7 separate regions of the Mus musculus genome follow, and all the other regions are linked to region 2. The links are chromatin contacts, called in public Hi-C and promoter capture Hi-C maps. All regions are on one chromosome and are shown on one strand. The core of a region is the stretch at or near the end of the contact, and the rest is flanking DNA. Distances in the headings are between cores, read along the strand shown.

Evidence for each region. Promoter capture Hi-C pulls out the DNA fragments that hold promoters and counts their contacts. A called contact is a pair of places that touch in the nucleus more often than the background predicts.
Region 1: a contact with region 2 is called in a promoter capture Hi-C map of hippocampal neurons, with 2.8 times the contacts expected there. The contact joins the enhancer-like site here to the promoter of Alg10b in region 2. A contact is called at or near these places in 8 of 39 promoter capture datasets (the 3T3-L1 cell line, 3T3-L1-derived adipocytes, the C10 cell line and 4 more).
Region 3: a promoter capture Hi-C map of pre-B cells shows a contact between it and region 2. The contact joins the promoter of Creld2 here to the promoter of Alg10b in region 2. A contact is called at or near these places in 2 of 39 promoter capture datasets (liver and pre-B cells) and 1 of 9 other capture datasets (liver).
Region 4: a contact with region 2 is called in a promoter capture Hi-C map of pre-B cells, with 4 times the contacts expected there. The contact joins the enhancer-like site here to the promoter of Alg10b in region 2. A contact is called at or near these places in 4 of 39 promoter capture datasets (the 3T3-L1 cell line, the C10 cell line, liver and 1 more) and 1 of 115 datasets of contacts at active chromatin or transcription factors (large pre-B cells).
Region 5: a contact with region 2 is called in a Hi-C map of B cells, with 5 read pairs. The contact joins the promoter of Zbed4 here to the promoter of Alg10b in region 2. A contact is called at or near these places in 1 of 39 promoter capture datasets (pre-B cells) and 1 of 484 Hi-C or Micro-C datasets (B cells).
Region 6: a contact with region 2 is called in a promoter capture Hi-C map of pre-B cells. The contact joins the promoter of Lrrk2 here to the promoter of Alg10b in region 2. A contact is called at or near these places in 9 of 39 promoter capture datasets (the 3T3-L1 cell line, the SN4741 cell line, cranial neural crest and 6 more).
Region 7: a contact with region 2 is called in a promoter capture Hi-C map of pre-B cells, with 8 times the contacts expected there. The contact joins the enhancer-like site here to the promoter of Alg10b in region 2. A contact is called at or near these places in 4 of 39 promoter capture datasets (the 3T3-L1 cell line, the C10 cell line, hippocampal neurons and 1 more) and 1 of 115 datasets of contacts at active chromatin or transcription factors (large pre-B cells).

What each region holds. Positions count from the first base shown.
Region 1 is chr15:91,701,944-91,704,643 of GRCm38.p6, forward strand. It overlaps Lrrk2 (leucine-rich repeat kinase 2), which reads left to right. Exons shown (of 51, transcript NM_025730.3): 11 at 227-333. Among named protein-coding and RNA genes, the nearest start is that of Lrrk2, 30 kb to the left of the region's middle. Within about 2 kb of position 1,423, at least 186 of the 459 cell types and tissues checked have an H3K27ac peak or open chromatin away from gene starts, as enhancers often do. A contact at or near this core is called in 3T3-L1-derived adipocytes, the SN4741 cell line, hippocampal neurons and 1 more, where this site is marked.
Region 2 is chr15:90,223,030-90,225,759 of GRCm38.p6, forward strand. Alg10b (asparagine-linked glycosylation 10B (alpha-1,2-glucosyltransferase)) reads left to right here and starts at 1,282. Exons shown (of 3, transcript NM_001033441.3): 1 at 1,282-1,579; 2 at 2,628-2,730. The coding sequence starts at 1,409. It overlaps Mir7648 (microRNA 7648), which reads left to right and starts at 1,331; the gene lies at 1,331-1,383.
Region 3 is chr15:88,818,289-88,821,033 of GRCm38.p6, forward strand. Creld2 (cysteine-rich with EGF-like domains 2) reads left to right here and starts at 1,358. Exons shown (of 10, transcript NM_029720.2): 1 at 1,358-1,546; 2 at 1,643-1,725; 3 at 2,241-2,351. The coding sequence starts at 1,424. Alg12 (asparagine-linked glycosylation 12 (alpha-1,6-mannosyltransferase)) reads right to left here and starts at 1,030. Exons shown (of 10, transcript NM_001142357.1): 1 at 970-1,030.
Region 4 is chr15:91,650,076-91,652,998 of GRCm38.p6, forward strand. No RefSeq gene overlaps it. Among named protein-coding and RNA genes, the nearest start is that of Lrrk2, 22 kb to the right of the region's middle. Within about 2 kb of position 1,611, at least 57 of the 459 cell types and tissues checked have an H3K27ac peak or open chromatin away from gene starts, as enhancers often do. A contact at or near this core is called in pre-B cells, where this site is marked.
Region 5 is chr15:88,750,352-88,753,051 of GRCm38.p6, forward strand. Zbed4 (zinc finger, BED type containing 4) reads left to right here and starts at 1,360. Exons shown (of 3, transcript NM_181412.3): 1 at 1,360-1,451.
Region 6 is chr15:91,671,554-91,674,528 of GRCm38.p6, forward strand. Lrrk2 (leucine-rich repeat kinase 2) reads left to right here and starts at 1,671. Exons shown (of 51, transcript NM_025730.3): 1 at 1,671-1,884; 2 at 2,067-2,152. The coding sequence starts at 1,728.
Region 7 is chr15:91,631,993-91,634,964 of GRCm38.p6, forward strand. No RefSeq gene overlaps it. Among named protein-coding and RNA genes, the nearest start is that of Lrrk2, 40 kb to the right of the region's middle. Within about 2 kb of position 1,344, at least 49 of the 459 cell types and tissues checked have an H3K27ac peak or open chromatin away from gene starts, as enhancers often do. A contact at or near this core is called in pre-B cells, where this site is marked.

The sequences.
Region 1 (2,700 bases), core at 173-2,672, 1.5 Mb after region 2:
TGCGTCCTCCATAAGGCTTACAGGCTTCTGAAGAAACAGAAGTGTTAGTGTTGGACACACTTGAATCTAACCTCTGCCAATAGCATTGTTTGGCATAAGCTTCTATTGTAAGTGGAGATGGCATAGAGTGTGGCTTCCACTGCCTGTGCTGTTAGCGTTCACAGGCAGCGAAAGTGAGCATTGGGGCCGGAGGCTGCGAACTGAGATGTGGTTGGCTTTTTCAAAGGTTCCCTGCGCACAGGGAAGTGATGCTGTCTATGCTGATGCACTCTTCTTCCAAAGATGTCTTCCAAGCAGCTGCACATGCTCTGTCCACTCTCTTGGAACAAAATGGTAAGGGGAATACTGTGTTTTTTAATAAGGAGGAACAACGTTATGTTGTTTTCTTATAAAAGCTATAAATTCTGAAAAATTCAGATATGTAGATGGGGCTAGCTGAAGTGTGTATGTATGTATATAAAGGATAAAAAAATATATAATAGGTGTATGTTCCTCAGGACTTCTGCTCATTTATGGCATATGTGATACATACTTGCAGAAACTGGAACATTGTATCCATTTTAAATGCAGCCATGTATGATGCAAACTTACAGAAATTGTAACATTGTATCTACTTTAAATGCATGTTTTGCTTCCATCCTTATATTAATAAATGTATTTATTATTATTGTCATTACAATTTTAATAACTGTGTAGCTTTCCTATATATCTATAACCTATTTTAGGAACCAGTTTCTGTTGATTGACTTTTAGCTTACATACCATGGGAATTTTTAGAGTTCTCATCAGGTCTTTTTCTCTAAAAAAGATTGCCTGCATTTTCCTGTACATATTTATTTATTCTTCTTAAATAAATTTTACAGGAGTGCTAATGTTTGATGGGCTATTCACTGTTTCAAAACTGGTAAAATTGTCCAGAATGAAATGTTTTATATTTACGATTTTTTGAAAATGATTTTTTTATGTATAATCCCTCTTATACCTTAGGAGGTCCCTTAAGCTTTAAGGTCCTGGCTCAAACTGCTTCAGATTCCTGACCCCATAAACAGGAAGTTTTGCCAGGAAAACTTGTCTGGCATCAGGCAGGGGGACTTGGCAGCTCTTATGTGATATTTTTAGGCAGTGAAACATTAAAAAAAAAAAAAGGAAGATTGATCTGAGACACAACAACGTAAGCACCACCAGATTTTTGTGGCAAGGCCAGGCTAGTGAGGAAGACACGCCTCCTGCAGGCTGTTCCTTCTCTCTGATGGCATTTTAATAAAAGCAGAACCTCATCAAATGTATTGCGTACATGTGTGAAATTGTTAAAGAACAAAGTTAATCGGCTAAGAGTGAATCGGGCACATCACACAGAGGCTTGGAATAGCCAGGCCTTGAGTGATGACAGGGCCTGTCCCAGGGCTGAGTCATCACAGGATGTGTCGTGTAGCTATGGAGGTCTGGGCAGGGATTGCATTGCAGCCAAGGAGCATTGTGTATAGCTCCCCAGGGGAGAGGAAGCTTGCTGCCAGGCAGCAATAGTGTGGTGAGGCTGTGGGTCTTAACTATGAGGAGACTCTGTTAGGTCCCTCCATCAGTCGTTAAGATTTTGTGACTTGGGGTTGCTTTTGTTATGGCCTTTGTGGGACAATGACCTTGTGAGTCAGCTTGGCATCTGTTTGGAATCAGTCCCTGCCCTCCCTTCATGCTCCCCCACCTTTGTTCCCGGCTCTCTGCTAGATGTGCTTAGATGCCTTTGCACATCCTGGGCTTCCTGGTATAAGAGAGTAGTAAGATGTTCAGTGGCTTCCTTATTTAGCTCCACCACCAAATTCACACTGCAAGCAACTTGAGGCAGTGACTATGAAGACTGAAGGGATGGGAAGGGTTTTTGTTTTTGTTTTTGTTTTTTTTAAATCAGGATTGGGTTGGCAGAAAGGAGAACTGGGCTCTTAGACAGGAATGGTGACACAGGCCAGCAATCTCAGCACTCCAGCTAAAGCAGGAAGAATTGTATTCAGGGCCAACCTGAGCTACTAAATCTCAAAGAGAAATTAAAGAGGAAGAGGAATAAGGAGGAGGAGGGGATGGAGAGGGAAAAAAATGGTGTCTTGGCACCATGGCGATTTGAAGGCTCAGGCCCAAATACCTTTTGTGATAATTTTCTCATTTAGTTAAGCAGTTGCATGAATTGAGCTACCATGTTCTGAGTTCGTATCATGTACTAGATTCCATACAATCTACACCCTTGTGGTACGACAGTTACATAAAAATTTTAGGCTAGTGGTGTCAAATTCTAATGGGGAAGATGGACAAGAAGACTAACTAAGGAATGTGATGCATGAGTTAGCCAAGACAAAGGTCGAGCTGAGAAGGAGGGTTTGATCTTTGAACCAGAGGACATACAAGCATGAATGAGCACTCACTAAAGGTGACTACTGTAGGAGTTTGCGTTTTGTGATTTGTCTTTGAATGCAGATAACCTTTTGCTAAAATAGAGCCGATAAAGGCAACAAACTTCTACAAGTAGGTAGGGAGACGTGAAAATGTCCTGTACGCTCTGAAGGGACTTCACGACGACCGCCCTTCTCCCTGTCATGTTTCCCATTATTGAGCAATGCCATTTCTGCATAGTTAGATCGAGATGAGATTCGTGAATAAATCATGCAGCCCACTGAGATGTACAAAGTAGTTCAGAGCATCCCAGACCAGGCCATT
Region 2 (2,730 bases), core at 32-2,531:
TCTTCCCTTTATCCATCATATCTAGCAAGGGCCAGAAGCTTCTATGGTATGCACTGGCCATGATTGAGCAAGCCCACTGGGCCTGAGGTCAATTGTAGACTAAATTATCTGGGAATGGTCTCAAATTGGTAAGTGTAACGTGTTCTCTGTAATCAAAGAGGATGTAAAGGGTGGAGGGAGTTAAGAAACGTCATCATGAATCCTAACGTAATTTAATTCTGGTTATTTCTAATAGTCGAGGAGAACTAGTAGAATACCCAGTTTCTTTTGATTCCAAGGTTGACAATTTAAAAGCAATCTCAGCTGCTATATGATGTGCTGCTGGCAAAATCAACCCGAATTTTCCAGAAGCTTTTCCTACAAAGCATCACCAACCATGCTGAAAACATACTTTGTCTTCAGCTTTCTTCAAATATCTTCCACCGTCAGTCTCAATTCCAATCTCACAATAAAGGGGTTATCTGAAGTCTCCGTAGCCCTCAACTTCATACATGTGAGCACTTTTTGAGACTACACACATAAATACTCCATCGCACCACACATTAAGATGCATAAGGGAAACGTACTCCAACAGAGACAGATATTAATGACTATTTATTACCTATTTTTAAGGACGACATTTACAGTGTCCCAGGCTGATCTAGAACTGGGAACAATCCTCCTGCCTCAGCCTCTCAAATGGGGCCAGTACAAGTGTGAGCCACCACTCACGGCAATAGCAACTAAAATTATATTCACGGAGGAGTGTTCCTCACCTACAAATGCCCCAACTCCTCACCAGGCACCAGGAAAATATTGCCCTGTAAACGAATAGATTCTTCAAAAGGGAAAGTCGCCCTGAAGCGAAGGGCTGGTTGTATGTTTCCATCTAAAAAGCATCAACCTTCATTATCAGCCAGAGACGATGAGAGGAAAAGCATTGTAATGATGGTTTTAGCGTCTCATCTCACTGGCAATGGAGAACAGGGATAACCGCAAACGAATGCAGTTTGGGAGCTTGGAGGTTAGAAAGCTGGGACCACTCATCGCCTTCTGGAGAGCAACAGACAACACAAGACACCCTTCTTTTCCAGAGCCTAGCGGCGGCGGCAGCATCACCTACAACAGCTCCCGCGCCCGAGCCCAGACCCGCCCCTCCCTCAGCCTCTGGCCACTCTGAGAGCTGCGAGCAGTGATTGACAGAGAAACCGTCCCGTCGTTGCATAAATGCTCCACTCCGGAACCGGTGACCCCCCCCCCCCCCACGCTTCCGTCCGACGCTCTCCCAGCATCCATTGCGTTGCGTCCTGTTCCCTGCTGTCCCTCGTCCCGCAGCGCTGGGCCTCTGAGCCCGCGTTCCGGGCTCGGCGCTCCGGGCTGCCCAGGGCTGGGCCCGGGACGCGGCTGCCCGCCCGCCCGCCCGCCCGCCATGGCGCAGCTGGAGGGCTATTACTTCTCGGCCGCCTTGAGCTGCACCTTCCTGGTGTCCTGCCTGCTCTTCTCCGCCTTCAGCCGCGCTCTGCGGGAGCCGTACATGGACGAGATCTTCCACCTGCCGCAGGCGCAGCGGTACTGCGAGGGCCGCTTCTCCCTGTCGCAGGTTGGTCTCTGCTGGCCCTGCCCCCGGGACGGATCCTCCCAACCTGTGCCTTTCCTCTCCCCGTCAGCCCTCCCAGACTTAAACCGTGAAGGGAGCTGCCTAGTGACTGTACCTAGCCTCGAGATTATGGCATATTTGTTAGGTGAATGCATAAAGATGATAGCTCCTCTTGGCAGTTGACCGATTTGTCTAACTAAGCCCTAGCACTAGAGACATGCAGGTGCTCCCTTGAACATGCATTAAAAACTACCTAAAGCTTAACCTATGAGGTTTTCCACCCGGTATTTTGAACGCGGAGTGGAGGATCTTAGGGCCCCCCAAAAGTTGATAGTTTTATTCTAACTTCATTCTTGGTCGTAGAAACTTACTGTTGTCTGGATTAAATTGGCAACTAGTCAGATTGCATCATTTAAAAAAATACATATCTGACTACAGAAATATGCACAGTGCAAAGAATCTTAAGATCCACCAGAGTTCTCATTATTGTTTGCCTGGTAGTTTGTAAAATTGGGACCTGGACAATTTAGTCGCAGAATATGCATTTTCTAAAGAGCAAGCCTTAGGAAGTAGAAATGAATAACTTACTGTCTGTTGGTTGTTGTCACCTTAATAATGGCAGACAGATTTGAGACAGGGAGCAAAACGTTCTTAAAATGGGGCTGGGGTGGTAGCTCAGTGGTTGAGAGCTCTTGCTGTTGTCCTGGAGAAGGCTACCAGACTTCTTTCTACCACAGTGAGCTGCTCACAACCATCTGTGACTCTAGGTCCAGAGGATCCAGTGCCACCTTCTGGCTTCCTCGGGTACCTGCATGCAGATGTTGCAAATAAGTATACTCAGGTGCATGGCACACACACTACATCTTAAAAATAAAACTTAAGAGATGTCTAGTCTGCCAGGATTTATTAATTATGTCATAGACGATCCTCTCCAAGTTCTTCATTATTAGGACAAATGAAACTTGATTATTTATTTATTTATCTTTTTTTGGCATTTTATATCAATGGGATAACTCTTGCTGTGCTTGACTGGTGGTCTTTTCTTTCTAAGTGGGATCCTATGATCACTACATTACCTGGCCTGTATCTGGTGTCGGTCGGTGTGGTCAAACCTGCCAGCTGGCTCCTTGGATGGTCTGAGCATGTGATCTGCT
Region 3 (2,745 bases), core at 108-2,607, 1.4 Mb before region 2:
AGCCTGGTCTACAGAGTGAGTTCCAGGACAGCCAGAGCTATACAGAGAAACCCTGTCTCAAAAAACCAAAAAAAAAAACAAAACAAAACACCTATCACAGGAATGGGGGCAGCTGCAGGGAAGAAGAGATGCTAATGGCTAAGCTCCAGGAGCCAAGCTCCAAAAAGCTATACTGCTCTTCTGAAGGTCCTGAGTTCAAATCCCAGCAACCACATGGTGGCTCACAACCACCTGTAATGAGATCTGATGCACAGAGCAAGCAGAGGTCGTAAATTCAACTCCCAACAACCAGATGAAGGCTCACAACCCTATGTACAGCTACCGTGTGTACTCATATACATAAAATAAACAAATCTTTAAAAAATTAAAAGCTATACTCTTCGCAAATGTGGCGTGGAGGAGGAGGGCATCTCAGATTAGGGGGTACCCTTCAAAGATCCTGTCGTCCCTGTCCATTGTGATTCCAAAGCTTCCAAGGGAACTGTGGGAATCATTCGTTCAAATTGTGGCTTTAACCTGGAAGTGTTAGCTGGTGTAGATGAACTTACTTGTAAACCAAAGACCAGACTAAACTGTTACTATTTATACAATCAGATGTTCTTTAAAATACACATAGTCCACATCTCCTCCTCCTCCTCCCTCAGGTCACTTAAAGTTCGGAAGGTCATTGTGAACTCACTGCCTGAGGCCCCTGAGGAAATGTCGACCACTGGGGCCCCCTCAACCACACTGAGCAGGACCCAGATGTAGAGCTCTGTTTACGGATGACAGCTCCGGGCGCCAGGTGAGGAGGATGGATGAACGGTCCAGGCCTCGGGCGAGATGTCCCGCCCCCAGGGACACGCTCAGCCTCTAAGTGACAGGTCCATCCCCGGGTTGAGGAACTCAAAGGCCGTCACGCGCGCTCGGGAGAACCCCAGCTTCGCCACCTCCCGCCCGAGTACACCAATCCCGGCGACGCGCGCTAACCTCTCCTCTCCGCAGGACCCCGCGGAACTGAGCAGACTGACCAAGGCAGGAAGCCGGCTGCGGAAACCGGGCCCGGAAGCCAAGTCTTTGCCCGAACTTGACATGGCCACCATTGCCCAGGCTGGCGACCGCAGCTGGCGCTTCCCGCCCGGAGAAAAGATGGCCACTCGTGGAGGGCGGGGCATGGGGACCCGATAGAAGATTACGGTTCTGCCTCATTCTCGCGGGACGCTGACCCGGGGCCTTCTCATTGGTGGCTTCTCGTGGCGAGCCTCAATTGGTCCACATCAGGCAAGGGGGATTCCTCCGGCCAATAGAAGCGCGCGGGGTGAAAGGTGGGCGGGGCCTCGGCGACGCAGTCAAGTAGCCCGGGGAACGGCCGGCGCGCGGGCCGGTGGGCGGAGGCTCAGACTCCGCCGCAGTTCTCGGTGGGTCGCCGGGCAGCCCTCCCGCCATGCACCTGCTGCTTGCAGCCGCGTTCGGGCTGCTGCTGCTGCTGCCGCCGCCCGGGGCCGTAGCCTCCCGGAAGCCGACGATGTGCCAGAGATGCCGGACGCTGGTGGACAAGTTCAACCAGGTGGGCGGGCGGCGGGGTCCGGGGCAGCGGCGCTGGGGCAGGGGCTGGCGGCGGGGTTCACGGTAGCCCATCGAGCTGGTGCCACCTCCACTACAGGGGATGGCCAACACGGCCAGGAAGAATTTCGGTGGCGGCAACACGGCGTGGGAAGAGAAGACGCTGTCTAAGTACGAATTCAGGTGAGTGTTCCCAAGAAGTGCGAGGATGTGCGGTCGCGGTCTGTGAATCGGTGGTCAGACCTTGGGGTCGGTGCAGACCACCGGCACACGGAGGAACCCCTTCGATGGTGGTGGACACCTGTCAATGGTCGTCCCTGCCTCTGGCCACTCAACTGGTCTGTGGTTTCCACACTCCCTACGGCCACTTCTGTGCGCACAGACACTGGAAGGCTTTTACACACACGCACACGGGCCTTTTGGAAACTCAGACTGGAGCCCCTCGCCCTCCTAGAGACTTCTGGCTTCCCTGACTAATGGAATAAGCTCCCTTTCTCATGCTGTAGGGATGGAGGGGCCTACCATTCCTGGGTCCGCTGCACACCCCCCGGTTAGCCTCCCCTTACTGACTAACCTTGCCTGTGGTTGTAGAGACTCTCCTCTTCGCTAAAGTAGTCTCTAGGAGGGACATGTGTAAAGTGAGCAGACTGGTGCTTTGGGGTGCTGGTGCTTTGGGGTGCTGACAGATTGTGTTTCAGTGAGATCCGGCTTCTGGAGATCATGGAGGGTCTGTGTGACAGCAGTGACTTTGAGTGCAACCAACTCTTGGAGCAGCAGGAGGAGCAGCTAGAGGCTTGGTGGCAGACACTGTGAGTGCCTGGGACCCTGTCTTCTGATCTCGCATTTTGCAGTATCTTCCCAGTAGAGAACCTAGAGAAGCAGGAAATATCCTACATCCCCATCCCGATTTACCCCTGCGCTGCCACCATCTCTTAGAAGCTTCCAAGGAGGTCCTGTGCACACCTGACCCTTGCTTCCCCCATCACATAGCCTTGAGGGCGTGGACAGTGCCTCCTAGCCCGAATCACCTGAGGTCCTTAGTTGCTTCAGCCTGAAGTTAAGAAGTGAAAATTGGAGTGGTTAAGCCTCACTTCAGCGCATCGTTACTGTCTGGCTATCACTGTTAGTTACTGATCTCTTACTACACCTAACTTATAAAGTCAACTCCCCCGCTGATATGTTTGAAAACGCCTGTGCTATATT
Region 4 (2,923 bases), core at 361-2,860, 1.4 Mb after region 2:
AGGAATTTTCAGTCTGTCTAACTCTCACAAAGATCAGCCCCAGCCCCTCAAACGGACCCTCCCCAGATTATGCTAATTTTAGGTGAAAAGTATTCACAAAAGCCACTAATCCCTGAATAGGAAATCCCACCAATTTTTGAACTTCTGACAGAAACCCTCCAATCCCTGAACTTCTGACAGAAACCCACCAATCCCTGGGCACCAAAGTCCACCAAATCCCTGATTGGCAAAACCCACCAATCCCTAAGCACCCCCAAAGTCAGGCCTTGAAATCCCATGTATCCTCACCCTGGAAATTTCAACCCTAGAAAGCTCCATCCCCAAGAGCTCCACCCCCAATATAAGCACTGGACTTTGTCCCATTCCCAGCTGTCTGCTCCCTCCACGGAGCAGAGGCAGCCAGTCCTGGATTTGTCCCTCCACAGCCTGGACCCTCCAATAAATCTCTTTTATGAGATTTGCTGACTGATGTGGCTCTCTCTCATCAGAAGGCAAGAAACAACGAAGAGAAGAAGGGAAGAGAAAAATAGGGGCTGAGGTTCTTAAGCTTCTCGGCTCAGATCTGGATACCCACCCCACTCCTGGGAGCTGCCACCTCTGCCGCGGAGACTTCTGCTCAGAGATATGTGGTTCCTGGGCTCCTGTATCTCAGGATATCCTTCCATTGGAACACTGTCCCATCTCAGAACTGTGTGGTCCTGCACTTCAGAGTCCCAGGACACCTTTCCATCCAAGCAGAAAGGCCAACACTATATATGTCTAGACATATAAACAAACATACATCTACATGTACATATGCGTCATATACATTATATACACACTGTACAAATCACACACAGACACACAGACACAGACACACACACATATATACACATATCTATATATATAGATATATATGTAGAGAGAGAGGGAGGGAGAGAGAGAGAGAGAAAGAGAGAGACAGAGAGTGAGAGAGAGAGAGAGAGAGAGAGAGAGAGAAGCCATGGATTTGAAGGAAAATAAGTTCAGATAATGGGAGGGTAGAGAGATGGAATAATTATATTCTCAAAAATAAAATAAGAAAGCAAAGAACAATAGTAATAAAAACATTTTCCTTTAGCTCAAAAATATCTACACAGAACAGCACACATGCTCAATGCCGAAAATAATAACAACACGGAATTTAAAGCCACCCATTCCATTACTAACACCTCTTCCCCATACTTTCCCTTCTTCTCTTTGCTCGAATATGTTCCTAGGAACAATAGCCATGCTATTTTATCTCTACATATAAATTTCTAAAATAATACGTGTCTCTGTGGATAACATTTGTTTTCACTTTGAAAAGCGAAGAGGATTTTAGAAGACATTCCGCCTTCACCGCTGAGACCACGCTTTGTGAGGAAGGCCTGGAAAGTCTACCCTTGTGACTTCAAGGACATATTAGAAATATTTATAGTGCTTTTCCGTTCTGAGTAAATCAGCCGCTCGGAGATGCTTCTCGAATGCTTATGACAGTGCTGGTTGAATCACCTCTTTTGTTTTTCGTGTTCAGATTGTAAGGAGCAAGTAGCATTTTCAAAGCTGAGTATTACTCAGAACCAGCTCCCTCCCTAGGAATGAGTGACGTGAGAAATGAAAGTTTTAAATAGCTGTGGATCACCACAGGAAGTGCACGACATGAAGTTGGTTATGCATATATTACATGTGTTTTGAAGAGGAAGTAAACAAAAGAGAAAGTCAAGGAACACAAATATTTTCACTTATAGGACCCATGTTTTTCTTTGAAAACCAGTGTTGTTTTCTTGATGAGAGGGAAAAAAGACATGGCTTATTATATTTTCTACTATGTATCTTCTTTTAACTGTAAAGTTAGCAGGTAAATGAGTTGCTGAAATTAATTAGTTGAACACACACTCACACACACACACACTCACACTCATACACACACTCACACACACACTCACACACACACACACTCACACACATACTCACGCACACACTCACACACACACACACTCTCTCTCTCTCTCTCTCTCACACACACACACACACACACACACAAATAACAGTATCTTATGACCTCAAGTCACATTCATTACACAGTATCATGTATAAATTATCTATCATGGCTTGGCTCTTACATGTTCCTCAAAGGTTCTTGTTTGGAAGAAAGGTTTCCATCTAGCTATTACTAGGTGGCACGTTTAGGACAGAAGTTCTCAAACTAGTCATGACCTCTTTGGGATTCAAAGAAACTTTTCACAGGGGCCACAAATCAGATATCCTGCATATCAGATATTTACATTATAATTCATAACAGTAGCAATGTTAGTTATGAAGTAGCAATGAAAATAATTTTACTGGTGGGAGTCACCATAACATGAGGAACTGCATTTAAAATGTCACAATGGGCTGGAGAGATAGCTCAGCAATTAAGAGTACTGACTGTTCTTCCAGAGGTCCTGAGTTCAAATCACAGCAACCACATGTTGGCTCACCACCATCTGTAATGGGTTCCGATGCCCTCTTCTGGTCTGTCTGAAGACAGCTACAGTGTACTCATATACATAAAATAAACTAAAACAAAAACAAACAAAAAACACACGTGCACACACACATAAAGTGTCACAGCATTAGGAAGGGGACACTTAGTAAAAGGAAGTGAGGTTTCTGGGGGCGTGCTCTTGAAGGGATAATTGAGGACTCAGCCCCTCATTTCTCTTTTTACTTCCAGACTTCATGAAGGTTACCGTTTCTTCTGTAGCTATGCTCACAGCATCAGAGATTACAACAACCACAGACTGAAAGCCTCTGAGACTGTGTGTCAAAGTAGGAGATTTCTTTTCCAGCTGATTATCTTCATGTCTTGTTTCAGTGATGGAAAACCAGAAACACTATTCTAGTTTATGTCACCATGCTAGTTAGCCATTAATTAATTTTT
Region 5 (2,700 bases), core at 110-2,609, 1.5 Mb before region 2:
AAGACTTTCCGGCTGGGCTGAGACATCCTAAGCTAAAGCTCAAACTCTCTCCTAGCTACTTTACTTGTTCTAGGCGCTACCCCTTAGCTCTATAGCTCAAGAACCCATGTCTCAACAGTTCTCCTGGGGCTTCGGAAATCCTTCATGAAGGCAGATGTTCTCTTTCCTCTGGGGTGTAGGGTACGAGGGGCATAACAAGGAGAGGAAGGTTACTGGGAAAAAACTTCTGTACCCTACGGGAACCTGCTAGCTGAGGACCTCCACCCAGGTCTTTCTGCTGTTCCCCATTGAGTCTCATATGGAGCCACCACCTCCACCACAAACATCAGCTTCCCTGAATGGAAGGCGAAGAAGACAGAAGCCAGGCTCAGGGTTCCACACCAATGATGACTTCCACCAGCAGTGCACTGGCAGCCCAACCACCTTCCCTTGAACTTAAAGACACAGAATCCCAAACCATGTCCATTGACCAGTGATGGTGAATCAGGGTAAGCAAGGTGTGACATCAGCACTCGACGCCTCCCCCGACCGCACCACCACCACCTCAATCACAGAAGGAAACTCCTAAACACGCAGAACAGGAGATGGGCGTAGGACAGAACTCCCGCATAAGAGAACAAGCTGTGGTCTAAAGTGTCATCAGAGAAGGACCTCTGGGATAAATTCCACCTGCAGAAATTACATGGTCCGCACAGGCATCTGAACTGGGGCGTTCAATGTTCAGCTCCTTATTTCTTTTACCCAAACATGGCCCCAGGCCCTGAGCAGCTAGCACCTGCTGTGTCTAGCCTCCACCCAAGGGCTACTGAAAGTGGTTGCGCGCAACGCCCCCGGAGAAGGCGCCCGCCTTGACCACAAGCCCGGAAGCTCCGCGGCCAGCCGTTGAGAGCGCAGGACCACCCTAACGGCCAAGCCCTAAGAAGAAACCACTGAGAACGCGCGCTTCTCAAACGCGCAGCAATTCCAACCAACCGCCGTGGCGACTGCGCCTGCGTAGTCTTCGGACCGAACGCCCGACAGGGCAGGTGCGCCAGACCGCGCTTGCGTAGTTTGACGGAGGAGGCCAGCGACCAGACCTCGTGTGTGTGAGACTGCGCCGGAGTAACCTGACCTCCGGAGATGGGGCGAGGGGAAACTGCGCCTGCGTAGTCTTCGTAGCTCCGCCCCGTTTGCCTAGCCGGGGCCCATCCAGCCGTACTCTAGGCATCCCCCCCCAAGGCGGGGCAGGTGCGCACGGACTGCGCTTGCGCACGACAGCCCCGCCCCGGGCCCCGCCCCCGACCCGCGCGGGGCCCTGGGAGGGGCGCAGCGTCCGGCGGCGTCGCGGGCGGCGGGGCTGGGGCGGCGGGAGGGGCGGCGGGGGCAGACAAAGCGGCTAATGAATGGGCGCGCCCGTCGCGCTGTTCGCAGCCCGCGGGCCCGCGCAGCGCAGCGCGGAGCCGGCGCCTCAGGTGAGTGCGCGCGGGACGCTCCAGTGGCGTCTTCGACGGCCGGCGCCGCGCAGGGGTTGGGGAACCGCGCCATTGTCCGTGCGCGGCGGGCCGGGTGGAGGCTGTGTCCCGAGACTGCGCCCGGCCCGGCCCAGCCCGGCCCGGCCTCTGACAGCTGCGCCTCGCGCCGCGGGCGGGCCCAGGCCGCGGAGGGGAGCGACCGCGGGACGCCCCGTGGGACCTTTCGTCAGGTGCCGGGCTCCCGCCACGTCGTGGCGTCCCCCAAGCCGGTGCCGGTGGGCGCGCGTGTCCAGGAAGGGGCGCAGGCAGGCGGCACGGCGGTGACACGGGTCGGTGTCACGCTTCTTGGTGCCTGCCTAGCTTGAAGCGTGTGCGTCTGGGTCTGACCGCGGAGGCTTAACGAAACTTAACTCAACGCTTTGGCTCCGTAGCGTCTTCACGGTCGCAGTACCTGCCGTCATTTTTTGTTCCTTTTGTCCTTTTTGGTGCGACCCACTCGCTTCTGCCCGGGATGGCTGCGGGTCCTCGCTCTCCGTCTGGAGGTTCTCACGAGGCTCCAGCGCGTCTTTTCAAGTCCCTGCAGCGCCGAGCCTCAGGAGGAGCGGCTGTCGCGGTTCTGGCGTTTGTAAAAAGGGAAGTCATTTGTTTTTGAAGTTAATTAGGATAAGATTAAGTGTAGTTTTTAAAAGGACACTTGTGCCTTCTGGCTTCGTAAAGCCAGTCAGCCAAGGCAAGTACATTCTTGTGACTTGGTAGGAAGAAAGAAATTTTCCCCTTTATATCGTGGTGATAAAAATTAATAAGACCAGGGAAATTTTAGTTTTGAGTTTTTTTTTTTTTTTTTTTTTTTTTAGTACTCTGAATAAACGTAGTTGCAAGGCACGAATTAATTCCATGCTAAGCAGAATTGAGAAGCTACAAGTTTGGCTCTACACCCTGAGGGAGTGGCTTGTGCATGAAGACATTGGTGCATGCTTTCTGTAATCTATATAAACTTTTTTCTATATAAATTTTTATATAGACTTTTTGTGTGGCTTTTATTTTCATGAGAAGATCTAGTTAAAAATTTTTTTGAATCTTTAGGAAGTTTCAAAGTCTCAGTGTGCTGATAGGTTTTCATCAATTTACACAAACCTAGACATATTTTGGAAGAGGGAACTTTTTTTAATCTCTTATTTTTAATGTTCATTGGTGTTTCACCTACAAGTATGTCTCTGAGGGAATGTTGAATCCCCTATAACTAGAGTTA
Region 6 (2,975 bases), core at 421-2,920, 1.4 Mb after region 2:
AATTTCTGGCAAGGTTTTTGGTGTGTGTGTGTGTGTGTGTGTGTGTGTGTGTGTGTGTGTGTGTGTGTTTTAACAAGAAGTAAATAAAATACGGGGGAAAAAAGAAAAGAAAATCTGAGGTCCTCATGTCATGAAAGCGCATAGAAGAGGTAATATAGGTCTCATATATGTCATCAGCTGAGAGTTTTGTCATTATGGAAAATTACACACAGAGAGGAGCAATGCCCCAGGAATTCATCTCTTACCTTCCACAATTCCCAGTTCATTTCATGTCTAATTCTTCCCGTTTTGACCCCACCCTTCAATCGTGGGTTACTTGGAAGCAAATCCTAACTATTCTAGCCTTGCAAATATTAGCACTTTACTACCACGCAAAGGTGAAAACCCTTGGCAACAAGAAGCACTCAGTGAGTACCCAAGCTGATGGAAACTTGCTTTCTTGTTCTGCTGAAAGTGCAGAGTGTGGACAAACTTTCAGCCTGACCTTCAGTTGTGTCTTGGCTCTCAACCCGCCTCTCAAACCCCTCCACCTCTTACCCATCCCAAAGACATTTCCTCAGACAGGAAAGAACTCCTCATCCGTTTGTGAATTGTTATCAGAATGTTAACGAACTAGAAGCCAGGAAATAAATTAACTGCTCTAATTCTCCTTCGGGGTAAATAACCTTGAGGTTGGGTCATCTGAGACCATAGAACATCCAAGCCTTGACTACAGCACTGTACCAGAGACTTCTCTTCTTGAAAAACCTTACTACGTGAGCATTTTCTTTTGCTTTCTTCTTGGGATGCAACATCTTCTTCACAGGGATGCTTTAGCACTGTGCCTTGCAGATCTGTCCCCTTCTCCCCCGCCCCCTCCCCTTTCTTCTCCTGCTTCAACTCTTCATTTACCTCTTCTCCTTCCCCCTCCCCCTCTCCCCCTGCTCTCTCCCTCTCTCTTCTTCCTCTACTTCTTCCTCCCTCTCCTTTTCCCTTCCCTTTCTCCCCTCCCCCCATTCCTTCTTTCTAGGTAGGCTCTTATAGCCCAGGCTGGCCTTGAACTTGTATGAAGCAAGGATGGCCTCCGATTTCTTTGGTTCTTGTCTTCACCTCCCAGGTGCTGGAATTAGCAGTTGCCCCGGCTTTCAGAATACCCCTTTTAACTTTAGAGGCCCGGGCAGCAGTACTAATAACTAGTTCAGACCAAGAATGCCGTTTAAAGACTGTTTCTTCCAACCTTAGCTTCACTGACTCTGCTGTGAGTTCCATCCTTGAGAGCTGAATCAGAGCTCCCAGATCCTGCCTGCAAACTCAAAACAGAGAGAGGCCTTTTGGCAACCACAACCAGAGCTCAGGATAACCAACAAGCAAACAACTCCTAAAGCCCATGTAGCTGGCCGATTTTGATTGTTAAACGCTGCATTCTTTGGGGAGCAAATTACTCCTCTCCCTATAGGGGGAACTCTTAAAAGAAACCGCTTTCCTGAAAGGGGCCAACTGGGCGGTGTCCTCCTTTCCCAACGCCCCTTTGCTATTCTTAGTGGCGGGGTGGCGGCTTTCGCTTTTCCCCGGCGGAGTTCCCAGCGGCGCGATGCGGCTGGGCAGGCCGGGCTGAGACTGGGCAGGGGCGGTCGCCGTCACCGTCTGGGCGCGGCTGGGGACCGAGGGCTGGGCCTGCAGCGGAGGCGGCCGAGCAGCTCTGAGAGCAGGAGCCGTCCCAGCTCGCCGCAGTCCCCGCCGGCTGCACCATGGCCAGTGGCGCCTGTCAGGGCTGCGAAGAGGAAGAGGAGGAGGAGGCTCTGAAGAAGTTGATAGTCAGGCTGAATAATGTCCAGGAAGGCAAGCAGATCGAGACGTTGCTTCAGCTCCTGGAGGACATGCTGGTGTTCACCTACTCGGACCGCGGTAATGCCTGCAGCCCCTCCCTCCTCTGCAAACTTTATCCTGCACTTGAGTCTTAATCTTGGGCACCCCACTCCTTTCCTTCAGGGAGGAAGGAGCTGAGATCCCTGGAAGATTGAAAGGATGCCAGGATGCCGTGGTTTGTGACTTTGTTTTCATCCCCCATTTGCCCCCTTCTTTTCCAGCCTCCAAGTTATTTGAAGATAAAAATTTCCACGTGCCTCTGTTGATTGTCCTGGACTCCTACATGAGAGTTGCCAGTGTACAGCAGGTAAGCGGGCCTTCCCATCTGTTCCTGAAGACTGTTCTGTGATAGGCCTTATGTCCCGGGGTCTTGAGATTTGCTTTAAGAGGGGAAATCTTGTCAAATGTTGGCAGAGGAGAAGCACCTTTGACATTATCTGGGTGGTGGTAGCAGCAAAATGAAAACAGGGCTCTTATTGGCAAGGTGAGTCCGTTAACCTTTCAAACTATTCTAAGAATGCTCCTTAATATACAGCGAGTTTCTGGTAGAGCAGTGCAGTGAATATTTCCAGCAAGGGAGGGTAATTAAAAAAACAGTAATAAAACAGTCAAGTCTAGGGTCAGTTTGCTTTTATACTTTTAAATTAGAAGACACATTTCAAGGATTCTTCCTGCAGTGTATATCACCCAGTATCTAAAGAAAGTGATGTTTCCCGAATGCCCCCTCGCCTGCCGTGTTTACATTTCTACTTTGCGGCTGTTATCATACAAAGTGGATACAAAAGTAGAACTTCTGTCTGGATCTGTGTCACAGGAAGTCCAGAAGTAGGCTATGTAATTAACTGTGATTTTAAAGCAGACTCGGATAAGTAAGAATGGCTTTCAGTCAGGACAGAATTACTTCTGAAGGTGCTAACTTCCTTTAGAGGTTTGCGATCTGGGGAACTGAAATCAGTTTTGTCATCCAAATACTGAGAGTTATTTGTCGGGGAACTCTGGAGGCACGGGAAGAATAGAATACTCCTTCATAGTCATTCTAGAGACTAAACTTTTCTTAGTCTCCAAGTTCTCTCTCTCTCTCTCTCTCTCTCTCTCTCTCTCTCTCTCTCTCTCTCTCTCCTCCTCCTCCT
Region 7 (2,972 bases), core at 94-2,593, 1.4 Mb after region 2:
GAAATGAACCATCATCTGAGAAATGCAAATATAAACCAAGGGTGGGTGTTACCTGGGGCAGGGAGAATGGTCTGGTGAGAACGGAGGAAGAAAAGAAGGTGAGTCAAAGTTGACTGGGAATACAATTCATATAGACATCGTAGGGCATCATGTGGAGAAAGTCACATAACCAAAAGCAAACCCTGCATGTGAGCCAGCAACCCCACAGCAATTCAAAGCAAATCAAATTAGTATATTAAAGAGACTCCTGGGGCTGTAGTGATGTCTCAGTGGTTGAGAGCACACACTGCTCTGGTAGAGGACCCAAGTTCAATTCCTAGCATGTCCATCAAGCAGCATATAGCTCTAGTTATAGGGGATCCACACTGGATTTGGTCTCTGTGCACCTCCACCCTATACACCTCCACCCTGTACATATCCACCCATAGACACAAAGTTAAACACACAATTAGATATAAAAAATTAATTATCAAAAGCTGCCTGGAATCTTAAATTTGTTGTAGCACCATCCACAACAGCCAAGGAAAGAAAGCAAGTGGGGCCTGTGGGTTCATATACAGGTAAAGACAACGTGGGGCATTCATGCAGCGGAAGGCTATTTAGTCATAAAAATAATGAAATCGTGGCAGTTGCAATGGTGTGGGTGGTACTAGAAACCATTATGTAAGTGAGATAAGCCAGGCACAAGATACAGACCACATGACCAAAGGCATCTGTGGACACTAAAACGTTGGTATAGAAACTGAATGCAGGATGGTGCTTACTAGAAGCTGGGGCCATTTCAGGTTGGGGAAAAGATAGACAAAGTCAATCCATAGCCCTCAATTATAGATAAAAGGGAACAAGCAGTTCAGGTGAACTGTTAGCAAGATGACCAGAGATACTTTCAATAGTGCACTTTATAGGTGAAAAGCTAGAGAAGGAGTTGAATACAATGTATATGTGCATGAGTATCCACTCTATTAATAGCCACAACTATTAGGTTCTTTTGTATCAGTTAAAACATTTAACTTAAACAAAGGGTCTGGATAGATAAAGAATTGAGGGCTGGGGATACAGCTCGGTGTTGGAGCACACAGGCCTGGTGGCATGTCCAAGACCCTCAGTTCATCCATCCTCTTGCTCAGAGTGGGATGCCCCAGACAAAACAGAAACACAAAAGAATAAAGTATCTTATGACTGTCGAAAGGGTGGAACATGATGAAATCCGCTGCTCAGCCCCTACACACATCCTAAGCAATCTGCTAATTGAGCAAGTCACATTGTAACTTCTTGCCTTACAACATCCCATTGCGATTAGTTATGGGACAACAGACAAGGCCACGAGGGACAAAGCAGAACAGAACGACTTCCCGGTTTTTTATTTTGATCTTTGTTTTGTTTTTGAGACAGAGTCTCGCCATTCAGTCCCGGCTGGCTTAGTACTCTCTATGTGTTCCTGCTGTGGTAAATCTCCAACCCAAATGTGCCTGGCAATGAAAACACAACACAATTAATATGAATACATGCTCTGTGCCTAGATTGGGCAGATCTACCACTATACTACCATCTTCCACATCTATGAGACCTCTTAGAACTTTCGGTTTCTCCAGGCCATGTGCTTCTTCTCCTCCTCCCCCCCCCCCGTCCTCCTCCCCCCTCCTCCTCTTCCTCCTCTTCCTCCTCCTCATCCTCCTTTTCCTTTGCCCTTGCCCTCTCCCATTTTCTCTTTCTTTTTCTTCCTCCTCTGCATCCTCTCCCTCTTCCATTTTCTCCTTTTTCCCTCTCCCCACCTTCTGCTCCACCTTCCCTTTTATCTGCCCAATCATCAGCTCTCCTTTATTTTACAAGTTCAGGTGGGAAGCAGGTTTACAGGAAATCACCTGGGTGCTGACTCATTCCTTGTTTGAATCTATTCACTGAAGAATGGAATTAACATCGAATATAATTAGCCCCAGCGCCATCCACAACAAGTTCCAGACAGTTCTGTGGTCTCAGGGTTACAGGCTGGTGTCACGAAGGTTAAAAACCCACAGGGGTTATGCTATCATAGACACAGGGGACTCGGTGTACAGTGAAATCAATCGAAGACTAGGTCAGGACCCAGATAGCCTCCTTCAGAGACGGGAAGGGGAATGCAGTTAGAAAAGAGAATATTAAACTTTCTTAGAACTTAAATTCACTAACTGAAGGAGTCTTGCTGTGAATTTAATAATACTGAACAAGAGATTCTTTTTCATATTAGCGCCAAGGCTACTATTTTAGTGGATAATCTCTGGTGAGTATTTTAAGTCTAGTTGCTAGGTATCTTCTGAAAGAGGAAATAGAAAATAAAGGTTTTAAGTGTTAAATAACACGTACCTCAAACTGGCAAACCTCAGAGTCCCCTGGGGTCCAGACAGGACCACAGACATACAAGCTACACGAGAAACAGGCTCGTGATGAAAGGGTGGGGCCAGGGAGGCCCACCTCTCTCTCTTCCCCTGAGGGAAAGATGGCTGCGCATGCGCACATTTAGCTGTTTCACCCGGTAAGTAAAAGCGAATAGAGTGTTAAGCAAGGGACATGGCCCAATGGGTAAAGTGCTGCCAACAGAAGCTTGAGGACCTGAGCGCAAATGTGCAAAATCCATCTTTTTGTAAAAGCCAGAAGCTGTAACCTCAAAGCTGGGTGGACAGAGGAAGACAGCAGGGGCTTACTGGACAGTGAGCTACAGCCATCAGCTCTAGGTTCAGTGAAAGAGCCCGTCTCAAAAACAAACAGACAAACAAACAAACAAACAAGATGGAGAAGTGACTGAAGAAGATACCGTAATGTCAGCCTCTGAGCCTCTCTACATGATTGTTTGATGAGACAGACAGATGGGAGAGAGGAGGAGAGAGGGAGAGGGAGGGAGGGAAGAAGACAGAGAGGAAGAGGGGATGAGGAGGGAGAGGAAGATGAGGAAGAGGAGGGGGGAGAGAGAGAGAGAAAGAGACAGAGAGACAGCAAAG